Regions from separate parts of the Mus musculus genome. Here all the other regions are linked to region 2. The links are chromatin contacts, called in public Hi-C and HiChIP or PLAC-seq maps. All regions are on one chromosome and are shown on one strand. Each heading gives the region's core, a stretch centred on a gene start, on an enhancer-like site or on the middle of the called end of the contact. The rest is flanking DNA. Distances are from core to core; before and after follow the strand shown.

Region 1 (2,700 bases), core at 200-2,699, 210 kb before region 2:
ACTAGTGAATGGGGTGTATTGTAGGAAATAAAGGGGAAAACCTGCTTGTCATAAAGTGATTCAGAGCCCTGACAGCGAGCCTCTCAGGTCATGTGATCAAGGACTCTCAGTAGACAGGTCTTTGTGGAGCTCTTTGCCCTCCTGAGCTCAGTCTCTTCATCAATGAAAGGATCGTATTGATTGTATTCACTGGGTAAACACTCAGGTCACACAAACAGACCAGTGCAAACCTCCCTGAAACCAGCAAAGAACACTACAGATGACAGTGCAAATACTGTTGCTGACAGAGAGTTTGGGGTCATGGTCTGCTCAGTTCTCTTACAATTCCCCAGGAAGAGCCACAGATAGTAGGTTCTAGAAAGGAGAGAGCTGATGAGCAATGCTTTCAGCACCTAAGAAGATGTTCGCCAACCAGGAGATAGTTGTTGCTGAGTTTCTTAAATGCTCCCGTGCAGAAGACCCATAAACTTACCAACTGAAGTGAGCTTCACTCTTGTCATTTACCAAGTGAGGAGTGGCATTGTCCATGGGTATCTGAGACATGGTCAGTCTCCTGATATGGTACTCACCCTCCCATGTTGTAATGCAAGCTGTCTACTCTCCTATGTCACTTCCTCTTCCTGACACTTGCAAGAGAAGGGGTGGGGGCTGGCTGTTATTTTTCACTACCAGTAATTCCTCTGCAGCCACCTGCTGTGTCGCAAGGTTTCTAGAATCAACCAACACACCATGACGTCTTCCCCCTAAGATCAGGGAGTGAAGAAGACAGAGAGTAGACTGTAGCTAACTGCGTAGGGCACTAAAAGGGGGTCATGTTGTAAATTAAGGAAAGCCAGGGCAGAAGGATTTGGGTGTTTTGGTGAGAAAATTTAGGAAGAGAGTTATGAGGGACATCTCCATGTGGTCACTAACTCAGCTCAGATCTAATGCAGCGATCCAACCCCGGTTCCTTCTGCTGGCCTAATAACTTCAACGCTGCTTTTTCTCTCCAGTCTCATGTGCACCTCACGAGATGTGCGCTCAAATTTGTTTCCACATACTAGCGGCAGAAAAAAGAACACAAAACTCTAGCACTTACTTCTCCCTCCATCTCTACTCGGTATGGTCCCCTCTGTGTCAGACATTTTTCACAGTGACAATTTGATTGGACCTAGAGTTTTTAAGTTCAGATGCAGGTACCCTAAATTCAGTTGCCTCCGTGGCTGGAATGACCACATCCCCGCTCTACCTAGAACACTCTTTGCTCATGAGTTTGGGGAAGTAACCAAACCAGCCCACCAGACCATGCTAAACAAACAACCCAAGGGAAGGGCCAGGCTTCCTGGAAGGCTAAAGGGCTTGCACTGATGCCCGCCTTTAATCGCGTTTGAGCCATTTAAACCACATGATGGCAAGCTTCCGCTGCCCCTCCCCTACAGCCCAGCCTCCCGCTTTTTCTCTTGCTGTGCTTCCTCATCTCATGACGCTGGCAAACCTTCAGGCTGCTTATTCAACCTGTCGCAAGACACTCTCTGTGCCAAAGAAAAAGAAAGAGAATGAAGGGGCCCTGTGCTGGCTCCAGGGCACTGGCTGCCAGGCTAGCCCAGGATGATGCAGCCCAAGGCCCCATCAATAGCTGGAGGCAAGCAACACAAACGAGCCTTCTGATTCAAAGTCTGCACCTAAGGAAAAAAAAAAAAAGAAGGAGCTAATTCTTAATGTCATGATCCTGTGCATCCATAGCCGAAGCCCATAGCCACTCACGTTCATACGATTACTCAAACAGATATTTGTTGAGGGCCTACTATGTGTAAGACACTACGCAAACAATCCTTTACTTGTATGGACCATGTAGAATACATAATGACTCTTATGACTCAGCAAGAAAATAACAAAAGCCCGAGCTAAAAATGGAGGAATTGAATAGATTTTTTTTTCTCTAAAATCTGGACAAATAGCTAGTAACAATACGAAAAGATGTTCAATATCATTAGCTGCTACACTGTGAATAATACTATTGTAAAAATTGTGCAATGTGTCTTTTAAAAAATAGTCTGGCAATTAAAGATTTTTTTAAAAAAAAACTGTACACTCACCCTCTTCCTGCTGCCTTCAGATCACGATGTAGAACTCTCAGCTCCTTCTCCAGGACCATGCCTGCCTGCTGACATGCTTCCCACAATGACAATGGACCAAACCTCTGAATCGTAAGCCAGCCCTCAATTAAATATTTTCCTTTATAAGAAAAAAATAAATAAACTTACCACATGAGCTAACCATTACTCTTACAGTTGTGTACTCAAGAGAAACGAAGACACGTGCACATAAGAAGGCCTGTACAAAGCTTCTTTGAAACTTCATTCAGTGTAGCCAAAAAGGAGCAACATCAGAGGCGATCAACCGACAGGCAGAAGGGGTGTGCCCATATAATAGAATACTACTCAACAGTTAAAAGGAACAAAGTGGCTAATACGAGGTGCAATAGTAGTAAGTCTCAGAAACACTAACCTACATAGGCGAAGAAGGCACAAAAGAGTACACAGAATAGAATCCCATTTACATAGAAAGTCCAATACAAGCAAATCTAATGAGACAAGAAATAGGTTATCGATTTCAAGCTCAGAGCATAAGGAAAACTGAGTGCTAACGGGCACAAACCCTTTGTGAGGGGTGATCAGAATGTCCTGAAGTCAGCTTGTGGTGATAACTACACAACTCTGA
Region 2 (2,700 bases), core at 22-2,521:
GGCAGCTCGGTGGACAAGAACACTGGCTGCTCTTTCAGAGGAGCCAGGTTTGGTTCCCAGAACCCACGTGTCAGTTACTCCAATTCCAGGGGGATCCGACGCCCTCTGTTGGTCTCTTTGGGCACTCCTTGCACACAGTACACAGATGTATCTCTAAACAAAACACCCGTAAAATAAAAATAAGTAACATCCTTGTTTCTTCCTTTTGTTTTTTTGTTTTTTCCAGACATGGTCTATCTGTGCATAGCACTGGCTGTTCTGGAAGTGCACCACCGTCACCCGGCAATAAACAACATTTAATAAACACTTTTCTTAAATTGCTAGACATGGTGGCAAAAATCTCTCATCCCACACTTGAAAGGCTAAGGCAGTAGATTTCCGTAAGTTCAATGCGAGTCTGGACAGGGCTATGTAGAGAAAATCTGTTTAAAAAAAATTACAGTATATACATATATACATACACACACACACACACACACACACACACACACACCACACATACACACACATGACAAGCTTTAGGCCACCCAAGGGTATATAATGAGACCCTGCTTGAAGAAAAAAATATATATATATACATATATACATTTGCATGTGTGTGTGTGTGTATTCATGTTGCAAGACTGGCCTGGAACGCAGAGATCCACTTGCCTCTGCCTCCCAAGTGCTAGAATTAAAGGCGTGTGCCACCATGCCTGGCCTTAAAAACATTTTTGCAATAAGATGAACCTATGATGCCCGCTTTGGGGGAGGGCTGAAGCAGAAGATTACAAGATCAAAGCCTGGCTAGCCTATAGATAGTTAAGCAGCCTGAGATCCTGCCTCAAGGAGGTTAAGAGTAAACTTGAGAACTGGAGATGTGCTCCGTGGTGGAATGCTGGTTTAACATGCCTGGGGACCTGGGCTCTATCCCTAGCACTACCAGTTTCCCAGTAAAGCTGGGCATGGTGGTACTTGGGGAGGTAGAGACAGGAGAGTCAGGATTTAGGCCAGCCTTAGCTTATGACCAACCTGGGCTACAAAAGACGCTGCCTTGGGGTGGCAGAGTTCCTGAATTAATTGTAAAGTGCAACTCAGACAAAAACGTCAGGTTTTGGCCTTCTGCTACTAATGCTTCCGTGCCCACTGATCTCAGATGGCATCTGGCTGCCAGCAGGCTCAGATCTCAACAGAAAGGGCAGCCTTGCCCTAAAGTCTGTCTGAGCCCAAGTCAGACCTTCACTTTCTCTCTTCTGGTTCAAAGTGCACACTTCCTTTGAGGTATCTCCCTAACTTCCCCTTTGCCTCCACTAACTGATTAGCCCTTCCTTTCTCAGTGCAACTGGATGGTCAGTCAAAGCAGCCTTAAAGAGAAAGGTTACAGAGTCCAAAGCCCTACACTAACAACACCGTGGCGGCAGAGCAGCTAACCTAAAAGGATTTGGTATCTCAGTGTCCACGTGCATCAGGGGCACCTGAGCCTCTGAAAAATTCTCCTTGGGAAAGGGGAACAAGACAATCGTCCTGACAGAGTGTCTGCAAAAAAAAAGAGAGAGGTTGTTGCTGAGTAGTCGGAGAGGACAGTTTCTGAAGCAAGGTCAGAGGGAGGGCAGGTTAACCTTAAGCCTGTCTGCTCTTCTTCAAGTACCTCGATCATCTCCGCTAAGGCTTGAGACACCCTGGAGCGAAGACTCCTCGCTGAGATCCTAAGGCGCACCACCAGGAGTTGTACACACAGTTATGGGGAAACGGGAAGAGGGACAGTGCTCCCCAGACCAGAGCTGCTCCTCCTCAGCCTCTTCTCACTGGTGTCTACTCTGCAGTTGTTTTGGGGGGTAGGGGGGAAGAAGGGGCTAGCTTCTTGGTATCTGAGATAGGGTCTCATATGGCCCAGGATAGTCTCAAATTCTCTATGTAGACTGGGCATGGTGGTCCCACACCTTTAATCCCAGAATTTGGGAGGCAGAGAGACACAGGCAGGCAGGTCTCTATGAGTTCAAAGTCAGGCTGATCTACAGGGTGAGCTTTTGGACGTCATGGATTACATAGAAAGACTGTCTCGTTTTCTGTAGAGTTCGAGTTGTCTGACATTTAAAGAAAATAAAGCAAATAAAATTAAAGGAAACAAACTCCCTAAGTTTTTCTAGCTTCTTCACAAGTGCTGGGAACTAACAGTAAGGTGCTTTGTGTGAGTCTGTACTTGACTCACACTATACTTGGGCATACAAAGAAAATTCAAGGGCCTCCAACTTTCCCTCTAACCTACTGTAAAAGTGCATAGTCACCCTTTCCCTAGACAGCAGGAGGGACTTACACAGACGTTAGACTGTGGGAAGCCTATCAGGAAGCAAGCTTGTACTTAGGACAGCCTGCCCTGAGACACAGAGTTGCAGGCAGGCTTAGTGAGGGGATACAATGTAGTAACAATGTCAAGTTCAGTACTCAAGTCAGAGCCAAAGGAATAGAGACTGGAGGCAGGGTCTTTCACATGTCACTCACCTGAGAACTCAGCTTCTCACCTACACACACTGACAGATACACAGCACTATCTTTGGGGGGACAAAATTGCAGCTGGAATCCTTCCATCCCCTGTCCCCCTCAAGTGGCTCAGCCAGACCTTGTAGCCAAGGATGACCTTGAACTCTGATCTTCCCAAGTGCTAGGATCTCAGATATGCACCAACACGCTCAGGACTGTGAAGCAAGCCAGGGGTTCTGTGCA
Region 3 (2,700 bases), core at 39-2,538, 150 kb before region 2:
TTCTTCATTTACATTTCAAATGCTATCCTGAAAGTCCCCTATACCCTCCCCCTACCCTGCTCCCCTACCCACCCCCTCCCGCTTCCTGGCCCCGGCATTCCCCTATACTGGGGCATAGAATCTGCTTCCAAACATTTCCAAAATTTACTACTTGAAATGCTGAATTGAGCGTTTGGATGTTATTAATCGCTAAATGAATTTGGCTTGGTATTGGGACAGACTTTCCAACAGTTTTTAAGGCAGTACTAAATACGCGGCCATCTTGAAACTACACATCTGTGAAAAGTGGCATGTGCTTACAAAGCCAAGATACCCATTCAAAATTAAAGATAATTTGGGAGCACAGGCAGGTGGATCTCTGTGAGTCTGAGGCCAGCCTGGTCTACACAGTGAATTTCAGGACAACCAACGCTATTAAAATAAAATAAAATAAAATAAAATAAAATAAAATAAAGTAAAATAAAATAAAATGGATACTCACTGACTATAAAAGTGTTGATGATGTTGGGTCCTGCAGTATTCAATATTTAGCAGAGATTTACATGCATAATAAGCAAACACATCTGTCTTGTTAGTGTCCAGTCATATTGACCATTAATAAATAGTGGAATTGCATATACAGCAAAGAACTGTTTTAAAATAAATTTACTTATGATTTATTATCAGTAAATATTAGATCAGTATATCATATATGTATATATAATGTGTGATTGATGAGATATACACATATAAACGATAAACATATATTTAATATCATACACACACACACACACACACACACACGTATACACACCAGGGCTGTGTTAGTTTTTCTCAGCAAATGGAAGGGGTCCTGAGAGAGAAAGAAGTAATGATCTAACTGATTGTCATGAGTCCATGGTGTTTCCTTGGCAATGATTTGTTTCCAAACCTAACCATCCTGAGAACCACTTAAAGTTGTTTTCTGACCTCCACCCATGAGCCATGGTACACAAGTACCTGTGCCCACATCTCTGAGTACACACACACAGACACTTTTAATGAATAAAAGAAAAAATAGTGTTGATAAGAAATAAAATTTTAAAGTATTTTAAAAGATGCTTACATTATCTTTCAACTTTTTAGTATGTTTGATAAATATAAATATTGTAGATCAGGCTTCAGGCAGAACACAGTGCCAGGAAAAAAAAAATTTTACTTACTGCCTCAGGAATGCTTGGAACCTCCCAGAATTTCAGGGGTGTGCTCTTCAGCTATGCTCTTGAGCATTTCTTAGAGGGGTCTGAAAACTTTAGTGAACACCATAGAATGCCCAGTGCCTGTGAGATCCTGAGTATGTGTACTCGATAAAAAGTCGTACAGAGCTTTCAGGAAGTCTGCAGTCTGGGGAACAAGTGGATTTCCTGCACACTCTCTAACAAAACTTCCGTTGGTGTCTGACTGGCTATTCCCTCTGTTTAAAGAACTTGCTCAGATTCAGGTGCTCTGAGCCCCGCTTCCACTTCCAGATGAGTCATGGGGAAAGAAGTCGGGGCCACTCAGGCCCAGTCACTATTTAGTCTGAAAACAGACCAAGAGTTGGAGTTGCCTAAAGCCACCGAAGAAAACAACTGTCGGGAAGAATTTGCAGACTTCTCCTTAACTGTCTCAGCTCCTTCCCTTCCTGCTTGGCTCTCTCACGAGAGGCCACAATGCTTGGAGCTGCAGCACCTGTCATTACCTGTGATGGATGAAAATGGCCAACACACTCAAGAAGATGGAGAAGAAAGAAGGGGCCATGGTTGGAATTGGGGCTGGACTCCTCTTGGAAGTTCCTGAACTCCAGAGCAGGGTGTTTATTGTAGGGCGGTAACTAACACATAAGACTTCCCGTCAGCCTCTGATGGGCATGCTATCACTTCTATTCTTTGACCCAGCAGTCGCATCCAGACATTTGTCACAAGGATATAGCTAAACATTTGCTCAGTGACTCAGCTGTGGCTGTAAGTTGCATAGGTGTTGTCCTCAATAGTAAAGATAAATTCTAAGCCAACTCAAATATCCAATAATAGAATGTAGGTTAAATTACACAGCTGGACAGAACACTGCAAGTCAGGTATTTTACATAATGGTATAGACCATACACGATGCCATGGAATGAAGCCAAGCGTACGTTGTTAGGTATACAAATCATAAAACAGGGTATACATTGTAGTCCCCTGTGCACAAAGAGAGAAAGAGATAAGAAAAAGGGTTGCATGCAGAAAATCCTGATAGCAATTATCAATGGATGATGACATTAAACAAATTTCCTACATTTTTATTTCCATTCATTTGCATATTCTGATTTTCCTGCACATGCTTCCGGGCTTGCTTTCCACGGACCATAGAGGAGTGCTGGACCTAGGTCAATGTTCAGCTAAGCCAGAGCTAATAGCATAAGCTTGTGCTTACAGCTAACTTCTTGGAGGATTAGAGAGATGAGGATAATCCACTCCTAGACAACTTGAGTCATCTCTTGTATCTTGAGAGCTATGGGCTAAGGAGACAGGCATTGAGTAAAAGGTGCATGCCTTCAAAAGCTGAAGACCTGAGAGCAATATCCAGACCCCACATGCATAGGGGGATGAAGGAAGCGATGCACACAAGTTGTCCTCTGATGTCCACACAGCAGGCATGACATTGAGTGCACGCACACACACACACACACACACACACACACACACACACACACACACACAC

The links. A called contact is a pair of places that touch in the nucleus more often than the background predicts. HiChIP or PLAC-seq counts read pairs in DNA pulled down with a chosen protein or histone mark.
Region 1: a contact with region 2 is called in an H3K27ac HiChIP or PLAC-seq map of bone marrow-derived dendritic cells, with 10 times the contacts expected there. The contact joins two enhancer-like sites. A contact is called at or near these places in 4 of 39 promoter capture datasets (embryonic stem cells, hippocampal neurons, liver and 1 more), 10 of 15 datasets of contacts at CTCF or cohesin (CD8 T cells, the G1E-ER4 cell line, the NIH/3T3 cell line and 6 more), 211 of 484 Hi-C or Micro-C datasets (the 3T3-L1 cell line, 3T3-L1-derived adipocytes, the 63-12 cell line and 117 more), 59 of 115 datasets of contacts at active chromatin or transcription factors (the 230-238 cell line, the HPC-7 cell line, the NIH/3T3 cell line and 39 more) and 7 of 9 other capture datasets (adipose tissue, bone marrow-derived macrophages, embryonic stem cells and 4 more).
Region 3: a Hi-C map of bone marrow-derived macrophages shows a contact between it and region 2, with 29 read pairs. The contact joins the promoter of 8030442B05Rik here to the enhancer-like site in region 2. A contact is called at or near these places in 4 of 484 Hi-C or Micro-C datasets (the G1E-ER4 cell line, bone marrow-derived macrophages, liver and 1 more), 9 of 115 datasets of contacts at active chromatin or transcription factors (the 230-238 cell line, CD8 T cells, the HPC-7 cell line and 6 more) and 2 of 9 other capture datasets (adipose tissue and liver).

What each region holds. Positions count from the first base shown.
Region 1 is chr2:11,332,047-11,334,746 of GRCm38.p6, forward strand. No RefSeq gene overlaps it. Among named protein-coding and RNA genes, the nearest start is that of Gm13293, 6.1 kb to the right of the region's middle. Within about 2 kb of position 1,450, at least 129 of the 459 cell types and tissues checked have an H3K27ac peak or open chromatin away from gene starts, as enhancers often do. A contact at or near this core is called in the Ba/F3 cell line, ECoMG-derived neutrophils, the HPC-5 cell line and 16 more, where this site is marked.
Region 2 is chr2:11,543,265-11,545,964 of GRCm38.p6, forward strand. It overlaps a transcript of Pfkfb3 not described here. Among named protein-coding and RNA genes, the nearest start is that of Gm10851, 23 kb to the left of the region's middle. Within about 2 kb of position 1,272, at least 68 of the 459 cell types and tissues checked have an H3K27ac peak or open chromatin away from gene starts, as enhancers often do. A contact at or near this core is called in the Ba/F3 cell line, ECoMG-derived neutrophils, the HPC-5 cell line and 17 more, where this site is marked.
Region 3 is chr2:11,397,212-11,399,911 of GRCm38.p6, forward strand. It overlaps 8030442B05Rik (RIKEN cDNA 8030442B05 gene), which reads right to left and starts at 1,289. Exons shown (of 3, transcript NR_040615.1): 1 at 1,182-1,289.